2 separate regions of the Mus musculus genome follow, and region 2 is linked to region 1. The links are chromatin contacts, called in public Micro-C maps. All regions are on one chromosome and are shown on one strand. Each heading gives the region's core, a stretch centred on a gene start, on an enhancer-like site or on the middle of the called end of the contact. The rest is flanking DNA. Distances are from core to core; before and after follow the strand shown.

Region 1 (3,689 bases), core at 775-3,274:
GCAGGATAACCAAGAGGAGTCCTGATGAGACTCCAGTATTGATAGTATAGCAGAAGCCTTGAACCAGACCAGAGACTCATTGCAATGAACATTTGCATGTAAAGATCTGTGAACAAAAGAATTTATACTGTGGGGCACACTGTGACACAATACAGCTTCCCTGACAAGATGGGTTTTGTTGTTGTTGTTGTTTGATTGGTCTCTTTCTTGTTTTTATTTTTGTTTTTTAATTTTCTTTGTGGGGAAGGCTGCAAGAGTGGAGAGTAGATACAAAGAGTCGGGGAAATGAGTGGTACTGGAATACATGATATAACACTCACAAAGAATCAATGAAAAGTTTTTTGAAAAGTTCAACCTGCCTAGTGATCATAAAAATGCAGTTTAAAATAGTAGTGATTTCATTTTCAATCCATAAATAAACTATGAAAGGGCAAAGAAGACTTGGGCGGTGGCACACACCTACACCCCCACACTTGGGAGGAGGAGGCAGGGAGGACCAGGAGTTGGAGAGCAGCCTCCCTGAGTGCATGGGGACTGAGGCCATCCTGAGCTACATGAAATCCTCTCCTGAGAAATGAACAAGGACCTGCAGCCACTTAGGAAGCATCTCCACGGGGTAAGATGGAAACCCCAGCACCCCCAGTCCCCGCCTCCTCTCTGACTTTGCTTAGCCCATCTGCTGCCAAACTGTGACTGTGTTCTCAAGATATCCAGAAAGGAAAACAGGCTCTGACCTGGGTCTTAGAAAAGTTGCCTCAGCTTCCCCCGACTCCCTGTAGCTGCCTTCTGCTCTTCCCTCTTCCATTGGTGCCTTTTCCTAAGTCTGTGACTCCGTTCAGTCAGCAATTGAAGTCATTCTTTCATTAATAATTTGTGAAGTGATTTAGAGCTTCCTGACAACAGTCTACCATTTGTTCTCATAAACCAGCAAGAAGAAGAGTAGGAGTTAAGGCTGCCAGTGACAGACTGTGTGCATTTGCTCTGTCCCTGGTCAAATATGGTGTGAGGTCTATTAAAAGGGCAATTCCCATACTGCCTGGACTTATGCAGCACTTTTATTCTCCGTGAACCTTCAGTAGCTAAGTTAGTGAAATGCCCCAAAGAGAAGAGTACTTGAGTAACTTACAGTGCATCACCTTGATGGAATGCCATGTGGCCATTAAGGATTGGAAGAAGTGGTTTACAGTGTCAAAGTGTTATAAATGAAAAATGAAAAGCACTGTGTCTGGCTGTGGTTGCAACAATGTAAAATGTCCATTTGTATTGAAAGGTTATAGAGGAAGCCTGAGAAATGAAAATAATTTAATGGAAGAGGAAAATACTAGCAATATAATAGTAAGCACTGAATACTCTCCGTATCTTAAACTTTCATAGACAGTGTGTTTTCCATTCTTAATGTACTGAACGTAAAGCAAGGCAAGGTGTGGTGGTAGAATTCCTGCCCAAAGATGTTCCCGAGGGCAGCTATGACTCTAACCGAGGAGGACCTGAAATGTATCCTTACTGTGCACTGGGTTAGACTCAGGGAGGGAGGGTCAGCTAGAGCCTGTTAGCTGTGGAGGTCACTGCAGGGCCTGGCCTGGCAGGAGTGACAGGGGTGGGAGTTGGTGCCATGCTGAAGGCTGAGGAGAAAGAGTATGCTAAGGAGGGACCAAGGAATCAGGGGACAAGGTAGATGCCCACTTGGAGTAGGTGACCAGGGCAATGGTAAAGTCCTTCTGAGACAGAGGGGCAGTTTTTCTTATCTCTGGCTCCACCTGGAATTAGTTGCTAGTTCCCTGATCTAAGTGACTGTATATTCAGGGTAGGGAAGAGAGTCCCCAGAAAGCAGAAAGACAGCAGCTTAAGATCTGTCCCTCAGGTCTGGCCTATCTCTACTAATCACAGCAGTGTGACCAAAACACCCACTCAAGCCTCCCCAGTGCAGTTTCAGTGCAAGTTTGCCAGATCCATGATGGGGTCACTGTTACTGCAGCCCCAGCAGTGGTCACTGTGTTTTAGAAAGCACCATATATGGTGAGCTGACTCTGATCTGAGTAAATCCCCTGACTCACTCCAGCCCTCACTGGCTCAGCTATCTCCCCAGCACTGCTGAAACCAGCAGCAGGGGAAGACTCCTCCAAGAGTGAAGCCACCAGTGGTGTGGTAAAGTCCCCAAGAATCCAGAGCATCAGACTTGGGTGTCTCAATTTTGACAAATGTGTTGGTCTCTGTAAGCAGCTCATGTTCATGATCAAGGCCTGTGCTCTGTTTTCTGTTCCTCATGACGGTGAAGCTGACCACGTTAAGGACAAGAATTAGGGCTAAATATTAGGATGCTTTGTAGCGCAGTGAGAGTGATACCTGGACTGAACAGAAACCACCCTAGGAGACTGCTGCACACCGAGGTTGCTGTTCACCTTCTCTAGTTGTTTAAACTTGCCACAGCCTTGGCCTTGGGTCTGTCCTCTGTCACACCACACACACTCTCTTGGCTTCTAAGTACCCTTCCTGGCCATCAGAAATTCTACCAAAGTACTCAGCCAGTACCACACATGGGCTGGGTACAGGAAAGTCTAAGTTGACTTTCATAATGGGATTTTTGAAAACTTGGAAGTACAAACTTATGTAGAAGCTAATGGACTTAGTGTCCCATTTAATTTGGGGAATCGCAGTAGTTTATTCCTAAACATTAGTAGGGGAGTAATAAAATATTTTACTCTATAGTAGGTTATGGCAGGAGCTACATTATTCTCATACTATACTAATATATTGAATTTGCCAACTATGATTAAGTGGGGTATGATACATGTGTGCGTTCATATCCTTATATGTTGGTACTGATGTACAAACTGTCATAATTGGCCACATCACTGGCATTGTCACCAGACCACCAGATTGCCACCCATCTTCTCAAATCTAGAAGTTAGTCTCCTATTTCTATATTCCCCTTTCTGTCATGCATGCATGTGTACGTGTGTGTGTGTACGTGTGTGTGTGTGTGTGTGTGTGTGTGTGTGTGTGTGTGTTTCTGCCATCAAAAATGAATATCCTCACAAATGCAGGTTAATCAGCATTCTAGTTTGTCCCTATCTGCTGTTTTCTGTTAGGACTTATGCTAGAGAACTTATATTTCATCTGCTTTGCAAAATAAATATTAACACAGAGTTATAGTTGTGCTGTTTTGACATAGTAACATCTCATTACTTTACTCTTACCCATAGAAAACCATGCCTGACAGTTACCTTGCACAGTCTCTGGAAAGGTATTTTCTTTCCTTTTTTGTTTTTTGTCTTTTTTTTTGTTTGTTTTTGTTTGTTTGTTTGTTTTCGAGACAGAGTTTCTCTGTATAGTCCTGGCTGTCCTGGAACTCACTTTGTAGACCAGGCCTGCCTTGAACTCAGAAATCCTCCTGTCTCTGCCTCCCAAGTGCTGGGATTAAAGGCGTGCGCCACCACCGCCCGGCTTATTTTCTTTCCTTTATAGGAAGGATTCTGTGCCCTTCACCCTCAGTGCTGATTCTAGGCTGCTTGATGACTTGTGGGGTATCCACCACTTAACTCAGACAGAGCATGGGAGAGATGGAAGCCTGCTTCCCACAAAGTGAGCCTGAACTCGGTATTAATGGGCAGGATAGCTAATGTGTTTACACTGTCCCCATGGAAGTTTTGGAGCACCTAAGAAGATGATTTATCCTCACATGTTGCAAG
Region 2 (3,702 bases), core at 140-2,639, 850 kb after region 1:
CCTGAGCCCCGGTCTCACTCACAGCCCCACTAGCCCGGCCCTTGGCCCACATTAGACTCTTTCATCTCCATTTTGTGAGTTTATCCCCGCAGATCCCTGCAAACTCCTGGAGGTCAGAGCTGAGCACCTCTGTGTTCCTTTTTCCAGGCAGGTTGTCTACACATGCTATTAAACTAGACAGGCGCTCTTCCTCATCCCTCCTTTCCCACTCGCCCAATGCTCAGAAATCAAACAAAGCCAGAGGGACCAGGACACGCCCTGGAGGAGCAGGAGGGGACCTGGGACCAGCTTCTCCTGTCTATCAGTAATTAGAGCGGTGGGGGAGGGGCTGCCCTTGGCACAGACAGGTCCTTAAAGGCTGCTGCCCCAGAAACTGCCTTCAGATCGACAGCCAAGGGAATCGCGATGAAAAATTCATCAGCTTCTTACTTTCCGCGGCCCAGCTGCGCCTAGCAGATGACCTCGGCGGGGACAAGCCCGCTGTGAGACACCGTCTGGTCGCTTCGAGGGGGCCAGCCCAGGCCTGCCGGGGAGCACTGCACCGCTGGGCTTTGTGCGTGCGCCATGAGCACGCGCCTATGAGGCCTAGAAGTACCACCGAGGTTTGACTGCTGGGGACCAGAGACAGTCATCGGACCTTTTGGTGCAAGCTACTGGGAGCCAGAGTGTCACTCTCTAGCAGGCGCCTGCGGTCCATCTTGCCCATCATACACTGTCCTACACAAGGCGCGACCTACTAGTGGAAGCAATACCAATTGGGTGGGCACCTGGGATCGTGGAAGCCCTGTAAGCTATAAAACTTCTAACCCTGGAGACTGGTCATCCTAACTAGACCTTACTTTCATGCCACCACCTCCCACCTTTGCTGGCCCCAAGCTGCCTCCTGAAGTTCTGGATGGGGTAGGTTCTCTTGAGCTGGGGTGGCCTGGGAGGATGACAGAGATCCAGTTGGGGAAATGCTACTGAGTTGCAGGTTTCTGGAGGCCTCTCCAGCCCCTGCCATCTGGGCACTGCACAGACAGACGCTGCGTGGGTCCCTAGAGCTTGCCACCTCCGCGCCACACTGCCAGCCATGCCGCTGCGGCTGCAGAAAAGCCTCACGTCCGAGATTGCTGGACCGTGGGTGGGGGTAGGGAGCGCAAAGCGAGACTAGGCGCGGGAGGCGGGGGAGCGGGGGGCCACTCCTGGACTCTGAATTTTAAAGTTGTTTTCTTGCAATCACACTTTAATATGCACCGATGTCTGGTCTGCGGACCACGCAATGTAGTGAGATGCCATGTTGGCCTCTTTGGAATCCGCAGTAGGTTTTTTTGTGCTGTTCTGCTGGGGAATCAAATGTGGTGATTAGGGAAGTTTTATATTCAGGTCAGGCTTTCCCAGGACTAGAGAATGTACTACAACTTAGGCCAACATCGCCATCTGGTGGTATCATCGAGGGACTCGAGCAGGTGTGGGGAGACCAGAGGAATGATGTCATGGTCTGCAATTTTTTTCTTGAGGGGCGGGATGCTGGCTGGCTGCGGATCTAGTATTGCCTGATGCATTGTTTCTCGGATTTGGGGTTTTGCTGTTATTCACAGGTGAATCACCAAGTAAGCAAGGGTCCTTCCTAAAACTAATACCTTACATTTCACCCCATTGCAGAATTGAATTTAAACCTAAAAGACCCAATGGCTTTGACAGTCTTGAAGCAGGACTCCTTATGTGATCTTTCCTGGGTCCGTCTAAGTTGTTCACTTGACAGCCCCTCCCCGAGGTGTTTCTCCCTCCGGAATTCAACTGCAGAATCATCTGTGTGTTCAGAGCCCGCTTGCATTCTTCTGAGTTTCCATTCCTTCAAGACTAAGGAACAGGCTTCACACTGCCTATAAGCATAGGGTCCCATCTTCAGAGGCATCTCCCTGGCTCCCTTAGTCACTCCTCTGTTCTTTGCTTTACCAGATCTGGATAGAAAAGCCAGCTCCCTTGCTCCTCTGTACTTCTGTCCTCAGCATCCCTCAACACTTTGCCCCTCACCTTAGCTCTAGCCAACAACTGACAGCAAGCACCATTCTGCCTTGCCCCTCGTCCCACCCAAGGCTAAGAAGAAAGGGTGGCCTGAGGTCGCTGAGTGGGCTGGCTGCACATTGAAGGTTCAGGTGAGACCGCAGTGCCGCTTGATGGTGAGCCGGCGTTGATTCCTGCACTGCAGATCTTCTCAGTTTCTTCTCCTCTTTAGCTTTGTGTCTGTACAATACTTGGCTAGTTCAGAAGCAGATCCTCCCACTTTCCAGACACTCTTGCTCCTCAATGTTGCCTCTTCTACCTTAAAGTAGTTGTGTCACTGCCTGGCCTTTTATTCTCTCTTACTTCGGAGGAGGAAAAACAAGAAAACAAAAACACAAAACAAAACAAAACAAAAAAAACCTTTCATCTTTTGCAAACCCTGTGTATCTGCTTTTACCTGCAACACAAACTACTGCCTGCAAGTAAACAGGGGTGGGGAAGAAGAAGCCCCTAAGAAAATGTACAGAAAGAATGGCTACTAGCATTCTCAGAAGAATGGATAAAAATACTGAATGCATTTTATATATGTGTGTGTGTACAAGAATAAATATATATATGACTATATATGTGAATACATATTGTATACACAAGAAAGGGAATAGTAAGAAGACAGAAAGGGGATTTTTAAAAGTTTTAAATGCTAGTAACAATGAAAGATTGAAAAATGTAACATTTCACATAAGCTTCCCAGAAATTCCAATAAAAGGCAAAAAAAAAAAAAAAAGATTGACCAATTTTTATCCAAGAAAAGAGAAAAACAAGATGAGCTCCACAACTTGAGGGGATCGAGGCAAACTGATATCGATCAAATGGGATCCTTTGTCTTAAAAAGTCTTCCAGAAGGCTTGGCATGCCTGTGCATAAATCCTACTCTCAGCAAACCAAAAAAGAGGGTTAGCTCATTTAAGGCCAGCCTGGGCTCCAGAGCAAAACTCTCTCAACAATAAGTCTTTAATAATTCCAAAGGGACAACAGCAGAGCTTAAACCAAAGACAGGGCTCATGCGTTGAGCAAAGTTCCTTGGATAGTCTCATTTACAGCAGCTGGAGTTCACTATTCCATACAGGGGAAGTCTCCTTCATCAAATGGGGAAACATGTCTACTGAGTTAGCAACCAAGAAAACGGACGTTATTTCGAAGTGAAGGAGACTTAGCATGGGTCACTGAGTTGTTACAAGAAGAGAAAACAAATTGGGAAAAAGGTATTTCTAGAAATTGTAATCAAACACACACACCTCTGTAGCTGCCTTCAGGAGTCAATGCTTGTGGGAGGCCATTCCCTGTGCCTCTCCGCTGCTGTTCAGGAGCTCCAAGGGTCCATGATATCACTGAGCAGCAATTCCTGACACTTGCCTGGAAATGCCCTGCCAGAAACCTAATGGTGTATGTTTCCAAAGTTTAAAATCCTGTTAAGGCTGGAGAGATGGCTCAGTGGTTAAGAGAACTTGCTGTTCTCTCAGAGGACCTGGGTACCATTCCCGGCACCCACATGATGGCTCAGAAACATCTGGAACTCCACTTCTAGGGGAGCTGATGCCCTCCTAGGACCGCTGCTGACCCCAGGCAAGCACTTGATGAACACAGAGACATGCAGGCAAAACACTCATACACATAAAATACAATAAATAAGTCACCTTTTTTTATTTAAAAGGAGGT

The links. A called contact is a pair of places that touch in the nucleus more often than the background predicts.
Region 2: a contact with region 1 is called in a Micro-C map of granulosa cells, with 2.2 times the contacts expected there. The contact joins two enhancer-like sites. A contact is called at or near these places in 7 of 484 Hi-C or Micro-C datasets (bone marrow-derived macrophages, cerebellum, granulosa cells and 3 more) and 7 of 115 datasets of contacts at active chromatin or transcription factors (CD8 T cells, differentiating embryonic stem cells, embryonic stem cells and 3 more).

The regions. Positions count from the first base shown.
Region 1 is chr13:36,461,842-36,465,530 of GRCm38.p6, forward strand. The region is part of intron 6 of Fars2 (phenylalanine-tRNA synthetase 2 (mitochondrial)); the gene reads left to right. Among named protein-coding and RNA genes, the nearest start is that of Gm46409, 150 kb to the right of the region's middle. Within about 2 kb of position 2,025, at least 23 of the 459 cell types and tissues checked have an H3K27ac peak or open chromatin away from gene starts, as enhancers often do. A contact at or near this core is called in granulosa cells, where this site is marked.
Region 2 is chr13:37,311,327-37,315,028 of GRCm38.p6, forward strand. No RefSeq gene overlaps it. Among named protein-coding and RNA genes, the nearest start is that of Gm40913, 21 kb to the right of the region's middle. RefSeq lists an enhancer at 1-2,484. Within about 2 kb of position 1,390, at least 95 of the 459 cell types and tissues checked have an H3K27ac peak or open chromatin away from gene starts, as enhancers often do. A contact at or near this core is called in granulosa cells, where this site is marked.